Linked DNA regions of Mus musculus: region 2 is linked to region 1. A link is a contact called in public Hi-C data. All regions are on one chromosome and are shown on one strand. The core of a region is the stretch at or near the end of the contact, and the rest is flanking DNA. Distances in the headings are between cores, read along the strand shown. Region 1 holds the start of Disp3 (dispatched RND transporter family member 3). Region 2 has its middle 39 kb from the start of Disp3.

Region 1 (3,692 bases), core at 578-3,077:
CCCGTGGCTCCTCTTTCTCTGCCTTCCCCTGGGATATGTTGGGTGGAGCTGGACATTTGCAAGGCACTTCGGGGCTGTTTTATCTAGAGTACCACTTTGGGCTTCTGCTCCTGTGGCAGTAATATACACACCCGCCATTCTAGGTCTTAGTATCTATCTATCTATCTATCTATCTATCTATCTATCTATCTATCTATCTATCTATCTATCTATTCATACTCTCTCTCTCTCTCTCTCTCTCTCTCTCTCTCTCTCTCTCTCTCTCTCTCTCTCTCTCCCCTTTCTTGGATCCTTCCTGCCAGGAGCATTTCATAACCCTAATGTCTTCAGGATGGCATGAATTCACTGCAGATCTTCTGACAGGCTTGATGGCTGGCCAGTGGGTCCCCTGAAAAACCATTTCTGAGTATGTGGTGCAGGGACGAGAACACCTGGGTAGAAACATTGGCTCTGGTCATTTGCATCTGCACAGATGAGTTCCGGGGCATCCAGGGTCATAAGTAGCTAAATGTCCACCTGACCGCCAGCCAGTGAATGCAGTCCCCAGGGACTGTGTTTGAGAAAGCTGGACGGGTGGTACAGGATTTTCCTGTAGAACCCCAAAGTGAGAGGGGTTCAGAGAACTCCCAAACTGCCCTCTTAATTAAAACTATGTATGTATGTATGTATGTATGTACGTATGTATGTATGTATGGCATGTGTGTTTGGAGGGGATGTGCATGTGTACCACAGGGCACGAGTGGAAGTCAGAAGACAGCTCGCAGAAGTGAGTTTGCCCTGGAGACTGAACTCCGGTTGTCAGGCTTGGCAGCAAACACCTGCTAAGCCATTTCCCAGGCCCCTAGGTTTCCTCTTTCAAAAATATAGATGGGGGCATGGGCTACACAGCAAAGAGCTAGGGGCTTTCGGTATTTTTATTTCATAATGATCCTGCATTCTCTTGTATAGAATGGGGACTTCTTGAAGGCCAAGATTGTGGCTTACATGCTTATCTTCCTGGTCCGTGTCATAATCATCTGGGTGGCCTCTCAGCCGGCAGTGATGTCCCTCCTGCAGCGGGAGGCTGGCGCCAGGTCCTTTTGAGGGTTCCCTTGGCTCTCCTTGGGTGACATCAAGGCCAATGTCTTTGGAGCACTGAAAGAGAAATGAAACCAGGGATAGCCTTGGTTTCTAGGCTCTTTCTTCTTTGGGTATCTTTTCAGCAGGGGGTGTCAGGCGGACCTTCTGCTGTTACTGGACGAGTGCCTGGTCCCAGGGGCTGGCAGAGCTCTGGGCTCTGCTGCCAGAGAGGTGAATAGAGGAGGGAGGAAGAGATGGTGCCAGGCGCCTGGGCTTGGCAACCACCTCCGGAGGGCACCCGGGGATGCCCTCGAGTGTCCAGCAGGCTGGTGAGGTGCCAAGGCTGGGCAGATGGGGCTGAGAGAAGCCAGCAGGAGCGCACGCCTGGGAAAGGCCTGGGTGCCCAGAAACCTCGGGGGCCAGTAGGGGGCATGGCCAGGTCCGTTTGCAGAGACTAAGACTGACCCCCAGGGGTCGCTGCGCTGTGCTCAGTCCCTGCTCGCCAACACGGGAAGCTGGCTGTACCACCACGCGGCTCCCGCAGGGGGAGCGGCAGCCAGGGCGGCGCCTGGCGGCGGAATCGGGAGACAGCAGCGCGCGGCGGAGAGCAAGCCTAAGCCGGACGGTGACGCAGAGCCCGCAGGCGCTGATGCTGGAGGCGCCAGTGGACGGGGGGAGGCGCGACTCTAAAGGCTGCCCGGGACACCCCCGCACCCCGTGGTAGGAACCGGGACCCAAACAAAGGCGGGCAGCAGATAAAAGGCGGCGGCGGCGGCGGCGGCGGCGGCGGCGGCGAGTGCTTCGCGTGCGCGCTGGGGACGTAGTTGTCACGGACCTGGCGGCGGTCTGCTCGCCAGCGAGCGGAGCTTGGGGGCCGCTGGCCTCCTACAGCTCTGAGGACCTTTCCTCCTGAAATTACCCTCAAGGGACAAGTGTTCGCCGCGGGGTGGCCGAAGCCCCTTAACCCCTGCGGCACCCGTGTATCAGCCTAGCTCGGCTCAGCCAGCGAGGTGAGTGAGACTGCCCCTGGGCGCCATCGGGACTGGGGATGCGCTACTCTGGAGAGGGGAAGGGTCTAACGTGCCACATGCGCCCGGTCTGGGGGCGGGGAGAGGGGGGAGTGCGGGAAGTTCTCTCGCTCTCAGGCCACCCCCGGCCTCAACGCCCTGAGAAAGCCGGCTAATGGGACAGAGTTCAGATCTCAGAGCTTGTCCCTGCGCCCCCGAAGCTTGCACCAACACGCTGGGGACGGGCTGCAGCTTCGGTCTGCGGGAGCGTGTTTAATGTCCAGAATCATCCTGGCTCCCTATCTCCATACCCCTGCTCGTCTCGGTAGGTGTCTGTCTGGGTTCATAAAAGTTGAGCGTCAGCCTGAAGCCATCCCAAATCCGGCTGTCCGCCGGGACTTCAGAGGAGGGAGGGAACAGGAAAAGGTAACGATGGCCCCTGTAGCTGCCCCCTACTTGAGCGCACTCACGCGCTTGGTGGGACCTTCTTTGAGTCTTGGGCTGCGGTGAACCCGCTGCAGGTGCCGCTGCGTGCCAGCCAGGACCTCTGAAGCTCAGGCAGGCGATGGAAGTGGAGCGCTAGAGGGTCCCTGGGTCGACCCAGAACATCCATAAGGACTGTGATGGGGTGGCATCTGAGTAGCCGTGGAGCACAGTCAGGAAAAGATGACCAGCACGAGTGGCGGCGAGTCCCGAGAGCTAGCCCTGCCGCTGGGAGGACTTTTCCCAACTCTCCTAGGAGACGCCTCCCCGGAGGCTTCCTCTGTTGGATCTCTGTCTGGTACAGGGATGCTTCCTGAGTCTGGGTGCGGGTGCTAGTCTGGTTGCACTCTCGGTCAGTACCTCGGACAGCGCACTGAACCCACCAGCCCCAAGCTCCACACACAAATGAAGTACACACACACACTATGTATAGAGCACTCGTGAACACTCCACGCACAAATCCACACTCCTTTCTGATAAATATATTCCCATCGTGGCTCGTAGGCGCACACAATGCACACAGAGACCCAGGATTCACTCCCACGTGGACAAGCCTAATCTTCCCACAAGCCCCAGTTTGTGGGCCAGGACTCATCCCTCTTCACGCTCTCGCTGGAGGATGCTAAAATAAACCGGACACCAGAGACCACTGCCTAGGACCCTCGCTGATACCTCATGACATGCAGGAGCTCAGGCTGTGTGGGTCACAGACACTGGCGTGCACACACACAAACACACAGGCTCAATCAGCCCCCTCCTCTTCTACTGCAGACCTCCCCGAATCAGAGTATCTGCCAAAAGGAGAGAAGCAGCTGTTAGGCTCAAGGGAAGCTCCGGGCAGCAGCCCAGCCAGGCAGGCAGGCAGGCAGGCAGGCGCCTTACAGTCTTGGTTTGAAGCTCAGTGTCCATTTCAGACTCTTCGCCCCCATGACCACTCAGACCTCTTCCTGGCATATCTTCTGCCTCCAGGGTCTGCAATCTTTGCTAGTGCTCTTTGCTGGCTGTTCTCCTTCCCAGGGTTATCTTTCAAATGCACACCCTTTGCTCTTTCCCGTCCATCATCCTTTCTGGCCGCCTTCGTTCCTTTTCCTGACTTTCCTTTGCTGGAGTCTGTGCTCTGACACCCATGTTGGCACCACTGGC
Region 2 (3,518 bases), core at 462-2,961, 40 kb before region 1:
TTCACCTGGCTGTCCTGGAACTCACTCTGTAGACCAGGCTGGCCTTGAACTCAGAGTCTGCCTGCCTCTGCCTCCCCAGTGCTGAGATAGATATAGGTTGGCATGGATGAGCTGTCTGGACCGAGGAGGCAGAACACAGGCAGGGGAAGCGTGACGCTTGAGAGAGGGAACCAGGATAGGGATAAAGGCCAGAAGGTCATAGAGACAATACCTTCCTCAGTGTTTGACCAGGGCCGAAGAAGAGCATAGTCTCCGTGGCAGGCTCACCGATCTCAACTCCCTTCTAGAAAAGGAAATCTTGTTTAAAGCAGCCCATGTGGAAGCAGCATCCACACATCAACAGGCTTGCGGCTCCCCTCTGCTGGCTTCTACTATTCTGGACTAAAACCAAAACCAAAACCAAAACCAAAACCAAAACCAAAACCAAAACCAAAACCAAAACCAAAACCAAAACCAAAACCAAAACCAACCAAAAAAACCAAAACCAAAACCAACCAAACAAAAAAACCAAAACCAAAACATCTCTTGATGCTGCTTCTCAAAGAGTGGTGCAGCTCCTGCCTGCCTCTTTCTCTCCATTCTATAGAGCAGGTTGTTTGTTTGTTTTTCCCACTTTGTGAGATTCTCCCTCCTGCAACCCATAGCACCTTGGTAAACTTCTATTTGTTAGAGGAAAAGTAGATGACTGATGGGGGAGGGGCATCTTAGAACTTGCAACTGATTGGTTGCAGCCAGACTGAGAAAGGATGTGAGTGTAATATGATCTTTGGAGGAGAGAGGGCTATGATTGATTAGTAATGTCTGCTGTGGACAACAGAAGTAATGGTGCGTGTGCCATCTATGTGCCATAGCAGGCTGGAAGCTCCTGGAAATAAGTTAGGACTTCTTTAGATTTCTTTCAGGGCCCTGGCAGCTGGTACAGGCCAGCTGTCTCCTCCTGCTTGATGTTGGCTGACTGTCCAATTGGGATGGCTCCACTTTGAGGCCCAGGCTCCTGAAGAGACAGGAGAGAACATCTAAGCCATTAGTTTCCATTTTTTTTTTTTCAGAAAAATCCTCAGTGTTCTTTCTTCAAAGGACATCTTACTTGAAGCACGGTGTATTTGCAGATGAAAGCAAAGCAGAGTTGCTCTGGTCCGAGTGGGGGTTGGGGCTCAGAACCTCAAAAACTTGCATGTCGTCTACCCAAGGTTTCTCTGAGACACTGCCAGGGAGCACTGTAGCTCCCTAGAACCCCACCTGGGAACCGTAGGAGAAGAACCCAAGGTCCAGAAGTGGGAAATGACTTTGCCAGGATCATACAGTAACTAGAGATGAAGACAGCATCAACCATAGGCTTCTGGTACAGGCCCAGAGTTCCCATGAGGTGGACAGTCTTAGCCCAGACCTGAACTTTGAGGCCAAGAAGAGGCATCTCCCCTCACCCCCACTTCTTGAGGTCAGGTGTGAGCGGCCATGTCACTCAGGCCCTGGGCGAGGGGGCATCTGCCTGTCTTGACTGGTTATTTTGTTTTTGGAGCCTCCCTCTTCCCCTGGAGTGTGTTTTTATTAATTAAACATCCTCTCTGGTAGCAGCTGCTTAGAAAGCTCCGGCTAATGTTTAATTCATCAGTTCCGAGCTGGTCCTCCCCCAACTCCCCCTAAGACCTCCCTCCTTCAAAGTGCTTTCCCGGGAAACCCTCCTGGCATGCAGGAGGTCTGCTGCCCTGCTTCCCGCACAGCCTTGCTGCACGCCGGTGCCCCTCCCAGCGGCTGTGGAGATCCGCTAGGCAGCTGGAGACATCTGTAAGGAGCGAGCGAGCAGAGCGGCTGGGTGCACGCCTTGAGTTGCCTCCCTCAGACGCTGTAAAAGGCGGTGATTTGTTGAATTACTACAAGAGTATTTAATGACCATCTTCCCTGGCCGCTTAGAGGCGAAAAATGAAGGCATTGATTAGCCAATGATGCTGATTAGAGTCTCAGGCTTCCCGAGGTAGTAAACACACACACACACACACACACACACACACACACACACACACACACACACACACAGAGTTCGACTCCACAGGATTCTGCAAGGGGATCCGAGGGGGAACCCTGCCCTCTTCATGGCTGTAGTCAGAAGAGAAGGCCAGTCATTAAAGGGCTTATGGGACCCTGGAGAGACGGCTTCTCTTACACGGCTGCTTGCGGACACGAACTCTCTTAGTCCATGAAATCTCCAAGGATGGTCTTGTCTGAACATGCATACCTTTACTGGAACCTGATCCTACTCCAACTTCCTGATCTCTTTGGGGACCTAAGTTGAGTTTTGAGGTTGGTTCAGGCTGGGAGACCCCCTTCCATTTCCCTGGCCAGCTCTGCTGTGCACGGGAACAGGAAGCCTGTGCCCCAGCGCAGCCTTCTTTACAGTGATCCTACCCACTGTCTGATCCACTGATGTGTACCACAGCAATTTCAAGTGTGTACACTGTGACATAAACCGGAAGCAAATCCTGTGTACTGTGGGAAACTCAGGGTTATGTCATGAGGAAACATTGCTGGGGCCTCCTGAATTGGCTGAGCTGTCTCCGTGGCTCAGTCACATGACTCAGCTGTCACTGTCTTTATTTCCGCTTCCTGTTGTGGTGATAAAATACCCTGAGAAAAGCAACTTAAGGAAGACAGCACTTATATTAGATCGCAGTTCAAGGCAGCGGGGGCTTGCACCAGCTGGTCACAGTTACATCTGAAGGAAGCAATGCACACTACTGCCAATTAGCACACACTCCAGGATCCCTGTCAAGGAATGGTGCCGCCCATAGTGGTCAGTTTTCCTATATGAGTTAACGTGACAATCCTCCCCACAGGCATGCCCAAAGTTGATAAATTGACCTTTCACAGTAGCTTAGCCCCACCCACTGACCTGGTGACTGAGATCTCAGTGGTGACTTGGACCACTCAAAGTGTCATCACAGTGATGCCATATCCTTTAGGAAAGGTGCTAAGAAAAGTCCGTGCCCACTGAGTGTAGGTGACGTCCAAAGTTAGCTTGGCAAGAGCATGGTTCCCTGAGTCCTCCCCCACTTAAGGGGAAGGTGCCATTTCCTGGATGAGTAAACCGAGGTGGGCTGAGACTTGGTAACTGCTCAGAGTCATTCAGGACTGGGTGACAGGTGTTTCATGATGAGTCTGTCTGACTCCAGGCCAACAGGGACAGCACCACCACAGCAAGCTGGGCATGGTTAGGTCACTCCAGCTAGACAAGGCAGGGCCTCAGCTGCTAGAGCCCACTGCATCCGAACAGTGTTGGGGTTAGCCAGACTGGCCTCAGGCCTAGAGTTTGTGATTCATGAGTCACCCAAATAGACAAACCCCAAGCCTTGCTTGGTCTCATAGCTGGAGACAGGATATACATACTGAACAAGAAGATAGCTTGCTGTGTTAAAAAAGGACAAGAGAAAGAAGATACGTTAAGCAGGGCCCCCAGGCTGGCAGCAGGCTGGGGTCTTGTGAGTGTTGTAGCTGGAGCAACCTGGATTGCAGGATTAAATGGG

Evidence for each region. Hi-C and Micro-C count contacts between places; a contact is called where the count stands out from the background.
Region 2: a contact with region 1 is called in a Hi-C map of cerebral cortex, with 2.0 times the contacts expected there. The contact joins the enhancer-like site here to the promoter of Disp3 in region 1. A contact is called at or near these places in 2 of 39 promoter capture datasets (hippocampal neurons and macrophages), 12 of 484 Hi-C or Micro-C datasets (the N1E-115 cell line, cerebral cortex, cortical glia and 5 more), 8 of 115 datasets of contacts at active chromatin or transcription factors (astrocytes, embryonic hindbrain, embryonic midbrain and 2 more) and 3 of 9 other capture datasets (adipose tissue, liver and pancreatic islet).

The regions. Positions count from the first base shown.
Region 1 is chr4:148,286,100-148,289,791 of GRCm38.p6, reverse strand. Disp3 (dispatched RND transporter family member 3) reads left to right here and starts at 1,827. Exons shown (of 21, transcript NM_001083342.1): 1 at 1,827-2,069.
Region 2 is chr4:148,325,679-148,329,196 of GRCm38.p6, reverse strand. No RefSeq gene overlaps it. Among named protein-coding and RNA genes, the nearest start is that of Disp3, 39 kb to the right of the region's middle. Within about 2 kb of position 1,711, at least 55 of the 459 cell types and tissues checked have an H3K27ac peak or open chromatin away from gene starts, as enhancers often do. A contact at or near this core is called in cerebral cortex, cortical glia, cortical neurons and 1 more, where this site is marked.